Linked DNA regions of Mus musculus: region 1 is linked to region 2. A link is a contact called in public ChIA-PET data. All regions are on one chromosome and are shown on one strand. Each heading gives the region's core, a stretch centred on a gene start, on an enhancer-like site or on the middle of the called end of the contact. The rest is flanking DNA. Distances are from core to core; before and after follow the strand shown.

Region 1 (4,543 bases), core at 293-2,792, 520 kb before region 2:
AAAGGGTGCCATGGGCTGAGGGTCATTGGATTTGGGGAACATCTTACAGAGAAGCCAGGGCAGGGAGAGGGCAGGAGAAGTTGGCACACTGATGAAGGTGAGTGCTTGGCTGAGGAAGAAAGGAGGGGGGCACAGTGCCTATGTGATGACTGGGGAGACGGTGGTCACACTGAGGAGTCTGCTCCAAGGACAACGGCAGCTGCCCTCAGCTCAGAGCCTGGCAGGCAACTCTGCTGGTAAAAGACCTGAGGGTTAAAAAGGGAGCTCAGCCAGGTGTAACAGGAAAGGGAGGCAATAGAAAACAATGGCCTCACAGGTCTGAGAGGAGGAGCTGGCAGGCCTTAGGAGAGTGATGATAGGAAGTACCTGGAATGGACCACTCCAGGCTTTAAACACTTGCCAAGCTAACCTAGTAACTCTACACTGCTCAGTGCCTCAGCAGGGAGATTAGTCTGTACATTAGCAGCATAAATAAACAGGCTGCTTTACAGGGAACCCTGAGTGGGCAGGGCTTTAATGCTAAAAGAATATTCATGGATAGGATCTCCTTAGAACCTTTAGAACCTCCATCGCTTTTCCATGGTAAAGTTTGGCTTCTATTTTGTCTGGTGCTTTGCCCCAAGTCAGGAAGTCCTAGGCAGATCTGGGCTTGGCTCCCAGGTCTTCCCAAGTCCTACTCCAGGGTTCTCTGGGCACATATAAAATACAACCCTTTCCTTCAACAAGCTTACATCTCAGGAATGGAAAACCAAGGTAACTCTGCAAGGGAAGGTATGCTGAACCCCACACGAGTGGAATCCAGGGGCAGCAGCACAGCTTGGAACGGCTGAAGCCTGGGCAGAGAAAGGGATAGCTCAGCAGGAGAGCAGAGGCAGAGAACAGGGTGGACTGCACCTGGCCTCTTGGACCTACTCCATCCCTGTCCCCAGCACAGTTTCGGCTACGAGTCAACACACATCTACTGCTGGCATTGAGCTAGACGAGGAGGAGCCAGGGCCAGCACAGTTAGAGTTCCTTGCTGGGAGTCATCAGGGAGAGGAGTGATAGATATAGTTCAGTGATGTCTATCACTATCTCAAGTGCAGGAGCCCAGTCTGCCCAAGAAATGCAGGACCTCCAGGTCTCCAGACCTGACCATGCTCCATTCTAGAAGAAAAGGCTCCGCTTCTCTTACAGCAGGTGGTAAGAACAGGACAGCCAAAAGGGAGGGTGGGGCACTCAAGGGACTATTTTTCAGCAGAAGAGTAGCTAACTGGTAAAGCCAATAGGTGTTTCGCCCTGAACTCCACAATCTCATACTTAACCCTCCCCAAATACCTCTAAGCTCTTCTATGTATACTATGCACATATCATAAAGAAATATGCAATGGGGGACCATACAGAGTCGGCAGAGTGCTGAGACAGCATGCCTGGCAGCTGCTGAGACAAAAACTTCAAAGCTCTGGCTTCTTTGAAAACCTATCAGGCAGGACCCCACCCATTCCCCTACTAGCCACAGCTTCCCTGGGAGCCAGTGCGAGAAACCACTTCCGCAGGTTTGGCTGCGTTCCCCAGGGCTGGAGCTTTAGAAGCCATGTCATGACTGCCAGCCAGGCAGGTGGGGAATGGGGTGAGGCAGTGGGGTGGACAGGAAGCAAGATCTCCCCCAGCATCTAGCCGTGGACTGCTCAGAAAACAAAGTGCTAACACTTTGAAAGTTCTTCCTGTCAGGTGGTCCAGCTCCAGACTGGTTAGCCACTAGTAACCCTGAAGCTCTGCCTTTTGAGATTTCCAAGGCTTTAGAAAATTCGCCCCTCCCAGGACCACAAATTAGTTCAAGAGCAGCATTTGCGGTAAATGGCCAGATCTAAACAAGAGAGGCTCAAGTCTACATAAGATCCTGAGAGGATAAGCAAGAATATGCCTTTCTTTGAATTTCATTTCTTTTTATTTTTCTGACTAGTTTGGGGCTTTAATTAGTCTCTGGGGTCTGTGTTGCTCTAAATGGGAGCCACAAGCTACATGTGTCTTTTGAGCTTTTACTTAAGGCTAATGAGACTAAAAAATAAAACTTACTAATTTTTTTTTGAAATAAGGTTTTATATAGCGCAGGTGAGCCTTGATCTAGCCATTTAGTGGAGGGTGACCTTGAACTTAGATTTAAGTACCCAAGTATAGCTTGTGACAACCATACTGGGCAATTCTGGCCTCCCTTAGGGACCCTCTGAGCTTCACTGAACACTACTTGGGGGGTGGGGGGAAGGCTCTATTCAGAGACAAAGATACAAAGCATTGGTTGGCTCCATTCTTCCAAATCTTTCACGAGACTGTGGGCAGCGGGGTGAGCACGCAGACTACCACCACACATGGGAGAGCACATGTGTAGAAGACCCAAGTTTAGATCTCAGCAACTGCATCAGGCAGCTTGTAAGAGCCTGTGACTTGAGTTCTAAGAGATCCAAGTCCCTCAGCCGATAACCACACATGCATGTAGTCATTAGAATGTACATACCATATACACAAATAAAAATAAAGTCTTTTTTAAAAAAAGGGCAGAGGTGTGGTGACCTGACAATATGCATTCCCTGCACGTCACTCACATAGGGGAGGCCAGAAAGCATGTGTAGCGAAGGACCAAGGAGAAAGGAGCACCTTCAGTCAGAGGCACACATTCAGCAGATGCTACAGCTTCTTGCCACGAGGCATGAAAGAGGCTGGGAATGAAGGGTGTGCACAGATGGCAGGCCACTCAAGCATCTGCTAGAAATGGCTTCTAAGAGTCCTGCTGGTTCTACTGAATGGGAGATGGTGACAGGAGCAAGGAGCCTGTGCATCTCACCTCCACACTCAGCTCCATCCTCCCACTGCAAAAGGCCTCGTGCTTGCTGGGCACTTCTGATTTTAGATAACTAGGAGAAATCAAATAAGGACCAAAGGAAAGGGCCTAGTGTGGTAGCTCATACCTGTAATCCTAGCATTAGGGAGTCTGAGGCAGGAGGATTATTGGGAGTGTTAGACCAGTCTCATCTCAAACAAAGATAAAATATAAAAAAGACCAGATTCAGTGAGTTGAGACGTGGGGTCTGAGAGAGAGTTTCCTAAGCTCAGGGAATCAATCAGAAATTTTTATCCTCCTGTGTTCAATTCACTAAAAAGATGGGCTCTGGTACAATTTACTGAAGGGCCAACCTGTGGGAACTGCACATTTGCAAGCCATCTACTCAGTGTGGAGGAAACCAGACCTTCCTTCCAACCACCTGTCTTAAGAGGAGACCAGAGGACAAGGAGATGAGAGACCTGTGAGGTTTGCTTGGGTAGAGTCCAGGGAGGCTGAGGAGCTCTGCCCTAAGAGGCACTGGGCTAGGACAGAAAGGTGACTCACCCTTCAGGGAAATGGTGACAGAAAGAGGAATTCAAGAGTGACAAAGGTGACATGAAGATGCAAAACATACAGTAGGCTTAATTTTTCCTTTAAAATAACTATTTAAGCTGGGCAGTGTTGGCACACACCTTTAATCCCAGCACTCGGGAGGCAGAGGCAAGCGGATTTCTGAGTTTGAGGCCAGCTTGGTCTACAGAGCAAGTTCCAGCACAGCCAGGGACTATACAGAGAAACCCTGTCTCAAAAAAACCAAAACCAAAACCAACCAACCAATCAAACAAACAAACAAAAAAAAACCCAAAAAAACAAAAAACCCAACAACAACAACAACAAAAAAACCTATTTAATAATTCTTTTACCTTACAAAACATATAGATATTGTGAATGGCTGAGTGAAATCACTTAACAGACATGCCTTATTCTGAATACTTTTAAATTTTACTTGGTGAGAATAATTTAAATCTCCTAGCCTGTGGATCTGAGTTCAATCCCTGTTATAGATGGTGGGAGGCAAGAACTAATGCTTACAACTGTAACCTGCATGCCAGCACATGTATGCGCACACACACAATAAACAAAATGCACTTAAGAAATTAACTACAGTCACTCTTTTTCATCAATACTTTTTAAATAAAAAGAACACAATTATTTTGTCACCAGGCACGGTAGTGTACACCTTTAATCCTAGTAGTCGGGTGCCAGAGATGAGTGGATTTCTGTGAGTTCCAGGCCAGCCTGATTTACACAATGAGACCTTGTCAAAAAAAACTAAACAAAAAAAACTACTTTATTTTTAATTAAGTATATGTGTGTATCTGAGTGTCAGTGTATGCAGGCGACTTGAGGTGACTGAAGAGGCTGGAGGCAGAGGCAGTGCATCCCTAGAGCTGGAATGACAGGTAGCTGAGAGCTGCCTGGCATAGGTGCTCAGAGAGGAACAGGCTCTCTGCAAGACCAGTGTGCACTTCGTCCACCTAGCCTTCTCTCCAGTTCCAATACTGGGCTCATTTTTATTTTACTTTCTTTTATTATTTTATTAATAAAATATTGTTGAGACAGGGCCTCACTGTGTAACCCTGGCTGGCCTGAAACTCCCAGAGATCCACCCACCACTGCCCCGAGTGCTGGGGTTACAGGTGAGTACCCAGCCCTCAGTGGCTGGTTTTGCTCCTCTGAAGTGCT
Region 2 (4,348 bases), core at 1,133-3,632:
TTCATGGCTACAGTTTCCAATCCTCTGGGCTCTTACGTTATGGTTTCTGGTTTCGCTGTGGTCACACACATCTCTCCGCTGTTCTAGTGGAACAGTGAGCTGCAGGGATACCCCCACAGACAGACCAAGGAGGATGGGCACAACTCTATGTCATTTTGTTGATTCTGCCCACCTCATGGGTTGAGAAACCAAGGCTTACTACAAGTAAAATATATGAATTAGGGTCACATGGGTAGGAAGGTGCAGAGCCTGGCTTCTCATGTGACTGCTACAACAGGGGCTCCTTTGCCAAATTATGCAGTACCATATATACCACACACTTTCTTCTTTCTACACCCTCTTTGAGCTCTGATTTGCCCCCTTCCTGCTACATCCCTACCTCCGATATTATTTGTGCTCTTCCCATCTGTTGCACACATGTGGGTATGGGCATGACAATACACACACACACACACACACACACACACACACACACACACAATTTCACTGTTTTGGTGCTCCAATCTAGAATAGTCAGTCCAACATCCTTATGAAAAAAGAGATTATTTTTTTGAAGCATGGTCTCAAGTGCCCCCAGGCTGATCTCAAACTTACCAAGTAGCTAACAGTGTCCTTGAATTCCTGACTCTCTTGCTCCACCTCCTAAGTTCTGGAACTAAAGTCTTGTGGCACTATGTCTGGAAAAACCACTCTGGATTTTGTCTGGACCACTGACCTTGGTTCTTATTGGTCAGCATCTTGTACTGTGGGCTTTACTGACTGTATAGACTGCCTTCTAACTAAGCAACAAGCCTTAGGAGTCAAGGCTACTCTGCATTCCTCTTTGTGTCCCTCTAGCCTCAGCCTAGAATCAGGCACACAGTAGGTGCTAATTAAAAGTCTGATTAGGGCAGGAGAGAAGGCTCAGCAGTCAAGAGCACTTGCTTTAGGGTTAGGGCTAGGATTAGGGCAAGAGTTAGGGTTAGGATTAGGGTAAGGGTTAGGCATAGGTGTAAGGTTAGGGTTAGAGTTAAAGTCAGGGTTAGGGTTTGCTGTTCTTGCGGAGGACTCAAGTTCAATTCCCAGAACTTATATAGAGCAGCTCACACCTTGCTGTAATTCCAGCTCCAGTGGATCTTATGCCCTCCTTCAGCCTCTAAGATCACTCCATGATTGTAGTGCTCATACGCATATATGAATATATATGCATATATGAATAGTCAGATGCATATACATGCACATGACAGATGCACATAAGAATTTATATAAACAACTTCAAGAGATATATGCCAAACATGTACTCTACACAGGCTGTTTTCGGCAAGCAGGACTCATTCTTAGCCCAGGTACCCTGTCTTGGAACCCTTTTGGAAATGCCTTCTCGATAAATAGGTGATCCATGAGAATTTAATGAATGGAAGAATGAGCCACCACCTCGGTCATTTGAGAGTTTGGTGCTCTAGTCTCTTTCATTGCTGTGACAGCGCACTCTGACAGCAAGCATCTTGTTGAAGAAAAGGTTTCTTTCATTGAACACTTCCAGGCCATCACTGAGGCAACTCCAGTCGGGAACCTGGAGGCAAGATCCAAAGAGAAATGTGGCTTGCCTGTTGAATCATACCTGACAGCTTCATTTTACAGCCCAGGAACACATACATGGACAGGAAGTGGCATTGTTCACAGTGAGCTGGATCCTCTGGAAATCAATCAACAATCAAGAGAGGTCTCCTTTCCCCCCCCCCCCCCTCCACCGCCCAGACAGCCCCAGATTTAGCCAATCTGATTTAGCCAATTCTTCGATGATTGAGGTTCTCCTGTCTGATGACTCTAGCTGGGTCAAGCTGACAGTTAAAGCTAAGTAGGACAGTTGGGCAAATTATAACAGCACCTCCAAGATGCCTCTGTTCCCTCATGCATACAGCAGAAGTGCTTCTTAGAGAGGTTGTGCTAGAACTCACAACAGTCCCTGAAATGGGATAGGTACCGCAACTACCACTGTCCCCATCAGTACATTGTAAACCTTCGTGGGAAATGATCCCAGCATCTCAGAAACGGAGAGGAGATGGCCACAAGTCTGATGGGCGTAGTGAGGTGGAAAATTGCTGCCTGAGCGGATGAAAACATCGACGGCCCCCCTCCCCCGCCCCGCCTCCACCCTTCCTCCTACTGCTATTTGCTGGGGTTTAGGTTTTGTTTTGTACTTGCTTGTGGCCAACTTGGAACCCCCATGGTGTCTCCCTTTGGAACCCTAAGAACAGTTGCTGCAGGGGCCCCGCTTTTCCTTTCTTTATTAAGAAAAGGAAACAGGAAATTGAATGTAAAAACCCTCCAACTGTTAGAGTCACACAGAAGTTGTGAATGTAACCACACCCCCGCCAGGAAATGAAAGTACAGTTGTCACCGTGATGTTCCTTGCCTTTCGTCGCCCACTTGGTGTTTTTCAGATTTGAGTTAGATAGTGGAGATGAAAGGGCTGAACTTTGGGCAGGAGGGCTATCACTGGGCCATTGCGGACTGGAGCACTGATTTGATATGCTATAAAAAGAGAAGTATCAACACAGTTCTTTCAGATGTCACCTACTGGAGGGAAGAGGGGACATGGCAGATTCTGACCTGTTAATATGTGTGTTTGTTTTGGCCCATGTAGCATGTTTTTAAATCCCTCGGCGTTTAAAAACAGAGGCTGTAAGCACGTTCATGCAAAGACTTGGAGTCCGGATTCACGCATGGGCCTTGTGGGGGGAAAAGCAGCTGCCCAGCAGCGATGTGGGGGCGGGGCGGGGCTAATGCAGGGATCTATTCCTTTGTGCTATCTGCCTGAAGTCAAGGGGTGTTTGCAATTTCAGGCTTTTATCACGTGTGAGGGAAAGGCAGACACAAAGCTGCTATTCCCCAGGACAGAGATGGAAGCCTTTGACACCCCAAGTCTGTATACTCCATCCTTGGTTTTGGCTTATCCAATGTGGTTCCTCTGATTCTAAGTGATTGGTCTGCTACCCTAAAGACAACTATGTATTTTCCTAGCCTGAGCATAATGAAAACTATGGCATTTTCTTTGTTGTTGTTGTTTAAATTTGATCTATCTATCTATCTATCTATCTATCTATCTATCTATCTATCTATTGTGTGTGTGTATGTGTGTGTATGCATGTGAAGGTCAGAGGACAACAATAATTGGTTCTTTCCTTACACTATGTAAGTCCTAGGAATAAACTCTGGATGTCAGGCTTGGTGACAGTGAGCCATGTTGCTGGCCCTTGTTCGGTTCCTTACATTTTTCTAGATTCTTTTATTTTATGTGTATGAGCGTTTAGCCTGCATGTACATACACACCCACACACATGTACACACATACACCCCACATGTGTGCTTCATGCCTACAGTTGTCAGAAAAAGACTTTGAATCTCCTGGAGGTAGAGCTACAGATCAGTGTGAATCTCCATGTGATGTGGGTGATGGATATTGAAACTGGGTCTTCTGCAAGAAGGACAAACGCTCTTAACCACCAAGCCATCTCTCCAGGGACTCATTTGGTTATGTTGATATAACAGTCATGCTATGTAGCCCAGGTTGACCTTGAATTCTTCACCCTCTTGGGTGCTGGGATTATGGGTATTTGTCACCATGTTTGGCTGTATTAGACCTCTTGCTTTGTCATCTAACACTCATTCCTGCTTCTTCTGCAACTGGACTCCAGTTATCTTTCAGGCAATCACCCACTTTTGTCTTAGTCTCTGCAGTACATCAAGGTGACTATATGGCCTGCCTCCCCAGTAGATATACAACAAAGGTATGACCAATCAGATCCTTGCTCAATTTTCCAACCATAGTGATTGGTTCAGATATGGGCACATGACCGTGGTGAGTCCTACTGATACCTTGCGTGGAGAGAAGAGGTTCTTACCCTAGCCTAGAATAGAGGAGGCAGTGATGTTCTTACACTAGCCTAGAACCTGGAGCATGGAGCCTTAGAGTTGCCATGGGTCACCTAACAGGAGGAGGCTGAGAGTTACTCCAGCTTGCCAAGGAGATTTGCTGAGAGAGAAGGACAGGCCCTGGATCTCCTTGAAGCAGCCAGGCCTGGACAATTCAGTTCTATGAGGGGCTTCTTAGAGAAACTAGGCTGACCCTTTCTTTGTAAGTCTCCTACCTGAAGTCACCCTGGGAAGCAAACGTGGCGGAAGCAGGAGACAGGACACTTGGGTACTCCCCGACGACCCATTTAATTTCAACCAAGGCCTCCGGAGAGCAAAAAGACCTCTATGTTCTTTTTCCTTTCTTTTTTAATTATATAATTCATTCCTATTTTAATTGCAATAATAAAAAAAAAATAAAATCACACAAACAAAAAAGGTAGTGTTCCCCTCT

The links. ChIA-PET counts read pairs in DNA pulled down with a chosen protein or histone mark.
Region 1: an RNA polymerase II ChIA-PET map of memory CD8 T cells shows a contact between it and region 2, with 12 read pairs. The contact joins two enhancer-like sites. A contact is called at or near these places in 2 of 115 datasets of contacts at active chromatin or transcription factors (memory CD8 T cells and pancreatic cancer cells).

What each region holds. Positions count from the first base shown.
Region 1 is chr12:85,966,775-85,971,317 of GRCm38.p6, reverse strand. All of the region lies in intron 29 of Ttll5 (tubulin tyrosine ligase-like family, member 5), which reads right to left. Among named protein-coding and RNA genes, the nearest start is that of Gm51989, 28 kb to the left of the region's middle. Within about 2 kb of position 1,542, at least 117 of the 459 cell types and tissues checked have an H3K27ac peak or open chromatin away from gene starts, as enhancers often do. A contact at or near this core is called in memory CD8 T cells, where this site is marked.
Region 2 is chr12:85,442,840-85,447,187 of GRCm38.p6, reverse strand. No RefSeq gene overlaps it. Among named protein-coding and RNA genes, the nearest start is that of Gm38543, 7.0 kb to the left of the region's middle. Within about 2 kb of position 2,382, at least 75 of the 459 cell types and tissues checked have an H3K27ac peak or open chromatin away from gene starts, as enhancers often do. A contact at or near this core is called in memory CD8 T cells, where this site is marked.